Linked DNA regions of Mus musculus: regions 1, 3 and 4 are each linked to region 2. Evidence: chromatin contacts called from public ChIA-PET data. All regions are on one chromosome and are shown on one strand. The core of a region is the stretch at or near the end of the contact, and the rest is flanking DNA. Distances in the headings are between cores, read along the strand shown. Region 1 overlaps Gm46979 (a long non-coding RNA gene). Region 2 overlaps St8sia1 (ST8 alpha-N-acetyl-neuraminide alpha-2,8-sialyltransferase 1). Region 3 holds the start of Etnk1 (ethanolamine kinase 1). Region 4 has its middle 10 kb from the start of Kcnj8.

Region 1 (2,700 bases), core at 6-2,505, 340 kb before region 2:
TTCTTATATGTGTGCACTATGAGATAGAGTGCCTGCATTTGAACCCCAGCTAGCTATGAAGTTTGGCCACTAGCTTAAAAATATTTTTCTTTTAAATTAAATTAAATTTAATGTCATCTCAACTTTAAAATTAGAATGAGACTCATTCTTATTTCATGGAACTACTGGGGAAATTTAACCTAGTTGTACATATAAATTCCAAAGTATTGTGGGAAAAGTTCCTGGTCCAATGGATGCTGGCCATTATTATCATTAAAGCATTAACTGTGTGTTTATAAAAGCTCATCTTCTAACCCTGATTTATATCACTGGATAGTTGATACTGATTGCCAACTTGGCAGTATCTAGAATTACCCAGGAGACAAATTCTAGGCATACCACTAAGGGTATTTCTAGTTGGAATTAACTGAGAAGTCCTACCCTAAATGTGAATTCCACTATTGCATGGGCTGGGGTCTTGGGTGCCCTCTGTGTCTGTCTGTCTCTCTCTCTCTCTCTCTCTCTCTCTCTCTCTGTCTCTGTCTCTCTCTCTGTCTCTCTCTGTCTCTGTCTGTCTCTCTCTCTCTCTCTCTCTCTCTCTCTCTCTCTCTGCATACAGGAGTGGTTGGCTGAGGTCCCTCCCAGCTCCCAGAGCCCCCGATCTGTAAATCAAAGCTACTTCCTTCCTTTGCTTACTTTGCTCGGGTGTTTTATCACAGCGGAGAGAGAGAAAAGTTAAAGTCATCAATGAGATAAATAGATTTACAGATTAAAGGTCCTTCAGCAATTATCCATCCCACATCACAGTCAAATCTAGGAAGCCTAAATCCACAAAGGTCAGATCGCTCACTCCTGATAGTCCCGGGCCTGGAAGCAATCCTCAGCTGGTAACCTGTCTGTGTCTCTATCCGGTTGAAGAGAACTGTGTGGCTTAATCATAATCATGTTTACAGTTGGCAGAAAATGCACACTTAGAGTAAGCAGTCAGATACTTTATAGTCAATTTATGTTCCACTCACAAGAGCATTCTACCTTGGTTTCCTGCCTTTCATGTTGCCTAGAACTCACACTACAGAACACACAATAGGTAGTGTTTTCATCTCTGTGGCTTTGGAGGCTCTGGAACATCAAATTTCTTCTGGCGTGATAATTTTTATTTTCCCTGGAAGGCTGCCAGTGTTGTGTGTTTATGCACTGGCTCAGGGGAATACACACCACAGCCTAGAGAAAGGACTTTGTGTCCCTCAGGTGTTATGAAACACAACCCAGGGAGACCTCCTCCATGCCTCTTGCTCTCTTTCCTGAAACAAAAGCTAAGACAGAGAACATAATCAGCCAGGCCTTCAGAGTGAAACCTTTCATTTCATGGAATCAAGTGGACTAGCTGGCTCTTTGGACTCTGAAATGTCCTGTGCATCTTGCTCATGACCTTTGAACCTGTTTGTACCAGGGTTTTAAATAGTGGTAACATAGCTTTCCTAGTTGAGTTATGCAGATGTCCTCAGGCTCAGCTATGCTTGTGACCACATACACACAGTCTGTGAGTCTTGTGGCCAGGGTCAGTGCTGGCCAGCTCTCTCACAGTGGCCCCTTACCACTGCTTCCTAAAATCTTCTGTTTGAAATCCCATTCATTGTTGGCTTGCTTGTTTGTTGTTGGGTCTTGTTTATTTTATTGGTAACTGATGACACAGGAAAAAATTATCTCTTTGCTTCCATACCCATATTTAGCATCAAAGGGAAGACAGACATTAAGAGGTTATGTCTTCAATCACTCAAAACATCTCCATGAAATTTCAAGACATAATACAAAAGTGTGCGTGTTGGTTAAGTTGTTTATTGGTCACGTCTCACTCCCCCTCTGCCCTCTGCACTGTGCTGTTGTGTTTTTATACTGTTAGGGAGAACGTTCCAATTGTTCACTTGGAGAATGCTTAATCACTCTCAGCCCCAGTCTAATGCCAGCCCCTCTCCTGTCAGGAGTAAAGCAAACTGTCTAAGCGCCTGGTGCTGGAGAGGGTGGGCTTGTGCTCAACTCCAGCTCTGTCAGTAACTTAGCTGTCACGTCCCTAAGTAACTTGGGTCTTCTATGCCTTGCATTCTCTTTACCTGTAAAATACAGCAAGCGCCAGGTCAGCAAGGCTCTGTAGTGAATACTGTGGCGAAAATCAAGAATAAGTAAGCAAACAAGAAAGTTAAAAAAAACTTTTTTGTATACATATGTGTTTATATATATATATATATGCATATGTAAATATATGCATATATACATATGTAAATATATGTGTATATACCCATGTAAACATATATATGTGTGTATATACATGTGTAAACATATATATAGAATAGATGGTAGATAGATACATATATAGATAGATATTTACTTTAAATTGTTTGTTTAAAAATAGAACACGGCAGAGTGGCAAATGTCTATAATCTGAGCGCTCAGGAGGCCGAGGCAGGAGACTGTGATCTCAGGACCAGACTAGGCTATGTTGCAAGTGCTACAGTAGCCTCAGGACCAGACTAGGCTATGTTGCAAGTGCTACAGTAGCCTTATAAACAAACATAGTGAGACCCTGACTCTAAACAGAACAAAAGAACAATTGTTTCCTTTGCCCTTGGTGTTATTATACATTCACACATCAAGCACGAATATGATGCAGCGAAAGGGGTTGTCCAGGTTTCTGGGCCTCATGCATAACTGGCGGTCTTGAAGATT
Region 2 (2,700 bases), core at 137-2,636:
TCTCACAGGAGGACATGTTATACCCAAAAACATTCCGAGATTTTGACAACGTCTACATAAAGCATGTAAGAGACCCATCAGGAACCGAAAATCTACAATTTAACTCCTGCTAACAATACTAGGAAAACTGCTAACAATGAAGAAAATGACGGTATCTTAAAAATGATTTTGAAGGCTACATGAAGAAACAAGTTTGAAGCGCACTTGGTCAGACTCGAGGGGGTGCCTGTGTGCTCCCCTTCCTGTCAAATCCTGTGAGTTCACCTGGGCGCTTCCTCAACTAGAGACTGACCCCAATGCTTCCATCATGGCTGCCACGTTTTCTGGAATTAATGCAAAAGAGAATGACTGGCCCAGCTTGAGACCCATGCCATGACAGAGAACCTGACACTCCTGACAGCTTGGCACACCCTGACACTGCTAATGATGCTCTGTTATGCTTGCAGACAGCAGACTAGCATAACTGTCCTCTGAGAGGCTTCACCCAGAAACAGATGCAGAGACCCACAGCCAAACACTAAGCAGAGCTTGTAGAATCCTGTGGAAAAGGGGGAGGAAGGATTGAAGGAGCCAGAGGGGTCAAGGGCACCACAAGAAAATCTACAGAATCAACTAACCTGAGCCCATAGGGGCTCATAGAGACTGGTCTGTCAACCAGAGAGCATGCATGGGATGGACCTAGGCCCTCTGCACATATGTAACAGTCCTGCGGTTGGGTCTTCATGTGGGACTCCTAAAGCAGGAGCGGGGCTATCTCTGGCTACATTGCCTGCTTTTGGATCCCTTTCCCCTAACTGGGCTGTCCTCAATAGAAGAATATGTGCATAATACTCCTGCAACTTGATAGGCCAAGTGTGGTTGACATCCATGGGAGGCCTCTTCTTCTTCTCAAAGAAGGGGAGGGGGGAAAGTCAGGGAGAAGGGGAGGGAGAAGGAAGGGACAGGGAGGAGAAGAGGGATGGGAAGCTAAAATTAGAATGTGAATTAATTAATTAATATTTTTCAAAAAGGATTTTCCACCTGTCAAGGAAGGTCTGACAAAGCAGAACCAATCTATCATCACCACACATTCTTGTACATTCTGAAGACATTGCTGTCTTGATGCATGCGTGTGGTAAATTGGTCATTTCTTTGTTTTTGTTTCAACATGTCAGTTCACAGTGGCTGATCACAAAGTAGGACCAGTGCCAGCGCATGACATAGGAGTAGTAATGAGTGGGCAGGATGCTGTGCTGTGCTCTGAGCAAAATATTCAACCCCCTGTCATTCACGCCACTTCTAGCAGAGAGAAGCCAAACCGCAGAGGAAGCATGAAATACCTAGGATGAGGACGGATGCCTGTAATACTTGCCTGGTTTATTTACGATTCCCTCCTCCATCCTTCCTGCCTGTCCAGATGGCTTCCCTCTTTGTCTGCAGAGAGGCTGAAATATGCTCACTCCCTTTAAGATGCAAATGATGTCGCAAACCTCCCTCTTTGGTTCCCCCCACAAAGAGAAACCAGGGAGTCTTACCTCTGGCGAATTATGCTGGGGTTAGCTGTCACCAACTGAGTTTTGGAACCGACATCTCTGGTGTACTCACTTGACAAGGGAGGCAGGTTGCACCTAGAAAAGCAGAAAGGGATGTTTTAGAATGACTCACACACTTGTAAATCAAGTCTGTGATTAGAACACAAAGAGGGAAGTTGGCTCGATTGATTTACAAGTAACTGTTTTCTTTCCCTTTCCCTTTTCTTGCACTTTAGTGGACGAATTAGCCATTAGCATCATCAAATGTTGGGGGGGGGGTGGCTTGGTTGTTTGGTTTGGTGCTGTTTTTGTTTGTTCTTGGTTTTTTGGTGTGTGTGTGTGTGTGAGTGTGTGTATGTGTGTATGTAAGTGTGTGTATGTGTGTGTGTGTGTGTGTGAGAGTGTGTGTATATGTGTATGTAAGTGTGTGTATGTGTGTGTGTGTGTGAGAGTGTATGTGTGTATGTAAGTGTGTGTATATGTGTATGTAAGTGTGTGTGTGTGTGAGAGTGTGTGTATGTGTGTATGTAAGTGTGTGTATATGTGTATGTAAGTGTGTGTGAGTGTGTGTATGTGTGTATGTAAGTGTGTGTATATATGTATGTAAGTGTGTGTGTGAGAGTGTGTGTATGTGTGTATGTAAGTGTGTGTATATGTGTATGTAAGTGTGTGTGTGTGTGTGTGTGTGTGTTGTGTGCATGCACACTGTTTTAGAAGAAGTGACAGAAGTAGCTGATCTACCAAAAGAAAGGAATGTATCTGTTTTGTTGTTTTTAAAGTGTGGTGTCATACACCTGCAATCCTACAGTTGCGAGGTAGAGACAAGAGGGTAACGGTTCACACGCAACCTTAATTTCATAGTGAATTTGAGGTTATCCTGGGCTACATGAAACCTTGTGTCATAAATAAATAAGTAAGTAAATAAATAAGTAAATAAATAAATAAATAAATAAATAAATGTGTGCTTGAGAAATGGCTCAGCTCTTAGGAGTGTTAACTGCTCTTGCAACAGACCAGGACTCAGTACCCACGTGGCACCCCATAATATAAATATAAATCCAACTCCAGGACATCCAATGCCCTCTTCTGGTTTCTGCTGGCACCCATACACATGTGATGCTTATAAACTCACACAGACATATGCAAATTCACACAAAATAAATCTTTATAAGTAATGAAAAAAAAAAAA
Region 3 (2,700 bases), core at 195-2,694, 300 kb after region 2:
TGCCTCCCAAGTGCTGGGATTAAAGGCGTTCACCACCACTGCTGGGCTACATAGTGGTTTTTAAAAACACATACTCAAGTCTGGAAAATGGTCAATAAATTTACAATGTTGCAAAAATGCAGGAGTGGATTTCCCACTTTTTAGTGTAGGAAGTTTATCATTATCTCAGACTTATTTGTGACTTACAAAGGTATGTAGCCTCATTCAGAACAATGAGAACATAAATGTGTGCTAATGGGTAATACAACATTTGATCATTCACAAGTTATTCACTTGTACTCAGCCCCGGGGAGGCCAGAAGTCAAGGTGAAAGTCACCTCCATTGTCTCCGTCATAAAAGGAAAGCACAAGGGCGGACCAAAAACTTGTAGATGATCCGGTTGCCAGTATTTCTCTAACAAGCAAAGAGCAGAGCCTTTCTGATACAGGAGGTTTCATGTAGCCGTGCGAGTCCCAGGACGCGCTATGATTTAGCATGACAGATCTAATTTTCTTTCCTTCCAATTCCCTCCGAGTCTCTACCTTATATAACCGGCTTTGAATAATTCTCAGCAACGTCAACTATCTGACCCTTAAAATGAGTGTTTCAGTCGTCTATTATCGGTCGGCTGATGACTAAGTATATCCCGGGCAAACCTGGAACTCACTATGTAGCCCGGCTGGTTTGGAACTCGTGGCAATCCTGCCTTAGGCACCTGAGAACTAGGACAGGTATAGGTCATCACACCACTGTCACCGGTTTACTCTCACTTTACGTAAAGTTTGCCCCAAATACTGTGATTTCTATGTACCGTCAAAGGGAACTGGGTTGCTGAACCAAGCAAGCATGTAGTTCTGTGCACACAGCTTCAGGAACAAGGCGAGCAAATTAATCCAGCTTGGCCGGTTGAGGCCAGGCTAAGCTCACAGCTTAAATTTAGGGTTATTTCAGGACGTGCCTTCTGCGTCCCGTAAGAACGTCAGCCCTAAGTAAGCAGAGCCCACGACCCTAGTGATCTAGAAAGGTGACGCTTCCTTGACTCCTGACAGGGCTGGGTAGCACTCCACAGCTCATCGGTAGAGTTCGAAAGGGCTCGGCAGAGCTCGACAGCGCTCCGGCAGAGCTCGGCAGAATTCGGTAGGGCTCCGGTAGCGCTCGGGCAAGGCTCGTTAGAGCCCCGGTAGGGCTCGGCAAAGCTCGACAGTGCTCCGGCAGGGCTCGGCAGTGTTCGGCAAGGCTCGTAAGCGCTCCGGCTGGGCTCGGCCGCGCTCGGACTCCTTCGGGTGCAGGAGCCCAGCCAACCCCACAGTAGCGGAGTGCCTGGCGGTGCGCGCTCCCCGAGACCCCGATCCCCAAGAGCCCCGAGGCCCGCCCATTGTGCCGCGGGGTTCGCCACCCCGCCAGCCGCCTGACGCAGCCGAGGCTCCGCCCCCGGCGTGACGCTAGCGTCAGGCCAGTCCCGGCATGCTTCGCGGCCGCCCGCGGTCTAGCGCACTGAGGCATCTTCCCGAGAGCGGCCGTGCCTCCGCGTCTCTGCACTGCGCACCCCGTCCGGCCGCCCGGTTGCCCCCGCCGCCCGCCCGTGCGTCCGAGCGGCCGCAGCCCTCCGCCGAGGGCGCCCCGGGACGGAAGGGTCCAGCAGCCTGCCGGCGCCCGCCGCGCTCGTGGTCGCCGTCGCCGTGGTCGTCGTGGTCGTGTCCGCCGTCGCCTGGGCCATGGCCAATTACATCCACGTCCCGCCCGGCTCGCCCGAGGTGCCGAAGCTCGACGTGACGGTGCAGGACCAGGAGGAGCAGCGCTGCCGCGACGGCGCCCTGAGCCTGCTGCGGCACCTGCGGCCGCACTGGGACCCCCGGGAGGTGACCCTGCAGGTGAGGCCGGACGGGCACCGGGTTTCCTTCCCGAAGCCGCCGCGTCAGCGACGTCTGCCCGGCCCCTGAAGAGGCTCCCGGGGATGGCTGCCGCGGCCCTCGTCATGCCTCTCCTCCCAGACCCCGCAGCCCATCCGCCTCCCGCGGTCCTCTCCGCTGCCCTCCCTCCCCTGCGCTTCCCTCCCATCCCTGCCTTATCCAGCCCGAGATCTTCCCACATCCCCATCTCCGAGCCGCGGGAGAACAACTCCTTTCCAAAGCGGAATGACCGGGGACCTGCTGCTGCCCACGCCAGGATGCTAGGGAACGCTATGCCGTGCGTTATAGGAAGGCTTGAATTGGAAGGTTTCTAAATTTGTAAAGTCTTAGAAGAATTAATGCTCAGGGTTGGAGTGAGCAGTGGCCTGGGAATATTTTCGTGAGTCAGTGGCTTTAAAGACAAAAATTCTCAGAAGGATACCCCTACCCCCGAAAAGCTAGGATTAGGAAAAAAAAAAGGCACTTGCAAGTTATGATCCACCATACCCACAATTTATCTGGTGTAATTGGTTATAGTTTTTTCAGTGCACAGCTTGTAGGATTACTAAGGTGAATTTCCTTTTTCCTTGCAAACAAGCCAAATTAGTAAAATTTTAACGGTTTGGGATTGTTTTAGATTTGAGCAGTAATTTGTATTATTCAAGACGTCTGTCATTTTGATGACTCCAATACATTGTTGGGGGTTTATACAGGATTTATTGATTTAAGTTTTTTGCTAAATTTTTTTTTTAGTATAATTAAAACATGAGTAGTGTCTAGGCCCCAGAGCAGTTCCTGACACTTGGGGGCTTTTATGAGTTTTAGTTTCGA
Region 4 (2,826 bases), core at 259-2,758, 310 kb before region 2:
AGTTTATTTTAGTGATGTAAAAACGAATACCCAGCAGTGAAGACAGGCTCACTGGGTGATGTGCTTGCTGTGCAAGTGGGCAGAACTAAGTTTGGACCCAGAATCCACATCCCTACCTGTCACAGCTTCATGCATCTCTAACTCCAGAGCATCGGGAATACAAACAGGCACTCCCTGGAGTTGCTGACCAGTCAGCCTAGCCACAGTGATGAGCCCCAGGTCAGTCAATGAGAGATCCTGTCTCAAAAAATAAAACAACAAACAATAAGGTACCTAGTATCAATGTCTGGCCTCCACATGCATATTTTTTTAACAATACACACCTGACATATGCACCATCTTCACACACAAACATGTATGCATGAACACAGATTGAGGCTAAATATCTACATACCACTGGCTTGCTTCAGTTTGTGTTGACAATGCAAAAGATGAACTGGTGGTATGCAAAATTAAGGTCACGATCCCCTTCTCAGTTAGAAATAGAGTTCAATAGAACTCAATAGAGTTCGCCAAAGGCTTCAAGTATTGGACATAGGCAACTGGAGAAAGACCAACCTTTTCGGGAATGACAGCCAGGACTTTTCTACCTGGTCTCTGATGTGGCTTCCTGGGTTCATTTTCCAGCTTCATTCCCAACTCTGTATATCTCCTCAAGTTCACCAAAGACTGCATCTGTCTGTTTATATCATCTATATCGACAGAGATGGAGATGTAGTATAAATGATAGTGATATACAGAGATATAAATTATCATATAGATATAGATTATGGCATATATGTATATAGAGATAATATAGATAGATGGAGATTGAAATGGAGAGAGAAAGAAAGAGACAGAGAGAGAAAGAGAGAGAGGCAGAGAGACAGAGAGAGGTACCACACAGAGCTGTAAGCTACCTAAGCTAAAATTCTCTCCTTTTACCAATATGCTCTTTCAAACCTCCCACCTCCCTACTTATTGCCATTTCATATTCATTTCATTCATAAATTGAAATCATAAATCATTTCAATCCCCTCCCCCCGCCCTTGTCTTCAGACTATTTATCACAGCATTTGCTTAAATACTTAGTGCCATGAAGCTGGTAGATGCTCTCTCCTCTCAGACCCCTTCCTGTAGTTCATAGCTACAGTTTTTCCCTTTCTAGAAATGTGACCATTTGGTTATAGATTCGACAGCTTTCAGCTTTTCCAATGGACATATGCCTGATTTTAAATTAAAAGACTTTGAACAGAAGCCGATACGTGACTTCCAACTCTTGGCTCCAGAACAACTTTACTTGGGGCTGGAGAGGCAGCTTTGTGGTAAGAACACCTGTGGCTCTCCCAGAGTTCAACACTCACATGGCAGTTCATAGCCACTGAGAGCCCCACCTCCAGGGGACCTGATACCTAGGTCTAATCTTTGTGGGCACTGCTCTCGTGCACATACACATATGTGCATGCAAAATGCATATAATTAACAAGATATACTCCATTGTGGCAAGTAAGGCATGATAGTAGCAACAGGAAGTGGCTGGTCAATGCATCAACAGTTAGCAAGCAGAGGGCAGACAGGAAGTGGGACCATGCTGTCAGACCTCAAGACTGGCTTCTTGTAACTTACTTCCTCCCACCAGCTTCACACCTTCCAACCCCAGCTAGGAACCCAGTATCCAAACACAAGCCCATGGTGGATATTTCACATCCAAACCACCATGGTGGGGGTAACAAACAAAAAATACAATTAACCATTATTGAGGCAGGTGATGAGCATGCAGTGTTCATTACAGTAATACCCACACTGTTGTGCATGTCTGTACTTCTCTGACAAAAGCTTAAAAAGAGGCAAAAGCAAAAATTTCCCCTAAAGACATACAATTGTTATTAATGATTTCCAAAAGGAATCCAAATACTATAGAGTTTTCTATTGTATAATCACATGGATTTTGTCACTCAAGTGGTAGATGTGTTGTTTAAGTATCTGTTGGTTTCCTTGCTTAGTAAACAATTGCTCCTGGGGCTGGAGAGAATGACTCAGCAGCTAAGAGTGTTCGCTGCTCTTACAGAGGACCTGAGTTCAGTTTCCAGGACTCTCATGTGGGCTCTCAAGATCTGTAACTCCAGTTCCAGGGCTCTTAAGACCTCCTCTAGCCTCCTTGGGAACTACATACATGAAGAGAATTGATGTGAGTCTAAAAGCCAGCAAAGTGAGTCCCAGACCAGCATAGGCTACAAAGTAAGAGGTTGTAAAACACACACACACACACACACACACACACACACACACACACACACACACACACACACGCACACATACTACAAAACCCTTCCCCAAAGGACAGAAAGACAATTGCATTGAAATCACTCATTTTTCATTTTCATCTTGAAAAAAAGGGAAAGCCACATGGGTCTTTTAAGAAGAGTTATAGTGGGAAGTAACCCGGACCCCAAAGGACATGCGTGATATGTATCCACTTATAAATGGTTATTAAGCATAAATTGCAGGATACCCATGCTACAATCCACAGACACCCAAATGCTAAATAACAAGAGGGACCATGGAAGGGTGCTTGAATCTCACTCAGAAGGGGAAATAAAATTGCCATTAGAGTAGATGGAGGGAGAGAGATGGCTGGGAGAAAGATTGGGGCAGGGATTGGGTTGAGAGAGGGCTGGAAGAGTGAACAGAAATTGGTGGCTTGGAGGGCCAGAGTGGGAAGGGCATCTCTAAGATGTGCCAGAAATCTAGCATGGGGAAGACTCCAGGGAGTTTATGAGGGTGCCTGTAGCTGAAACTCCTAGCAGTGGGAGATATGGAACCTGGGCTGTAGCCAGGCAAGACTTC

The links. ChIA-PET counts read pairs in DNA pulled down with a chosen protein or histone mark.
Region 1: a contact with region 2 is called in an RNA polymerase II ChIA-PET map of memory CD8 T cells, with 9 read pairs. The contact joins two enhancer-like sites. A contact is called at or near these places in 1 of 15 datasets of contacts at CTCF or cohesin (pro-B cells), 10 of 484 Hi-C or Micro-C datasets (all in embryonic stem cells) and 1 of 115 datasets of contacts at active chromatin or transcription factors (memory CD8 T cells).
Region 3: an RNA polymerase II ChIA-PET map of memory CD8 T cells shows a contact between it and region 2, with 165 read pairs. The contact joins the promoter of Etnk1 here to the enhancer-like site in region 2. A contact is called at or near these places in 1 of 39 promoter capture datasets (liver), 5 of 484 Hi-C or Micro-C datasets (CD4 T cells, CD8 T cells, the CH12 cell line and 1 more) and 5 of 115 datasets of contacts at active chromatin or transcription factors (the SCID.adh cell line, bone marrow-derived macrophages, effector CD8 T cells and 2 more).
Region 4: a contact with region 2 is called in an RNA polymerase II ChIA-PET map of memory CD8 T cells, with 26 read pairs. The contact joins two enhancer-like sites. A contact is called at or near these places in 2 of 115 datasets of contacts at active chromatin or transcription factors (effector CD8 T cells and memory CD8 T cells).

What each region holds. Positions count from the first base shown.
Region 1 is chr6:142,527,001-142,529,700 of GRCm38.p6, forward strand. All of the region lies in intron 3 of Gm46979 (a long non-coding RNA gene), which reads left to right. Among named protein-coding and RNA genes, the nearest start is that of Gm46979, 7.2 kb to the left of the region's middle. Within about 2 kb of position 1,256, at least 9 of the 459 cell types and tissues checked have an H3K27ac peak or open chromatin away from gene starts, as enhancers often do. A contact at or near this core is called in memory CD8 T cells, where this site is marked.
Region 2 is chr6:142,866,340-142,869,039 of GRCm38.p6, forward strand. St8sia1 (ST8 alpha-N-acetyl-neuraminide alpha-2,8-sialyltransferase 1) reads right to left here. Exons shown (of 5, transcript NM_011374.2): 4 at 1,515-1,607. Among named protein-coding and RNA genes, the nearest start is that of Gm7457, 53 kb to the left of the region's middle. Within about 2 kb of position 1,387, at least 160 of the 459 cell types and tissues checked have an H3K27ac peak or open chromatin away from gene starts, as enhancers often do. A contact at or near this core is called in CD8 T cells, the CH12 cell line, the HPC-7 cell line and 3 more, where this site is marked.
Region 3 is chr6:143,165,786-143,168,485 of GRCm38.p6, forward strand. Etnk1 (ethanolamine kinase 1) reads left to right here and starts at 1,445. Exons shown (of 8, transcript NM_029250.2): 1 at 1,445-1,851. The coding sequence starts at 1,696.
Region 4 is chr6:142,559,808-142,562,633 of GRCm38.p6, forward strand. No RefSeq gene overlaps it. Among named protein-coding and RNA genes, the nearest start is that of Kcnj8, 10 kb to the right of the region's middle. Within about 2 kb of position 1,509, at least 23 of the 459 cell types and tissues checked have an H3K27ac peak or open chromatin away from gene starts, as enhancers often do. A contact at or near this core is called in effector CD8 T cells and memory CD8 T cells, where this site is marked.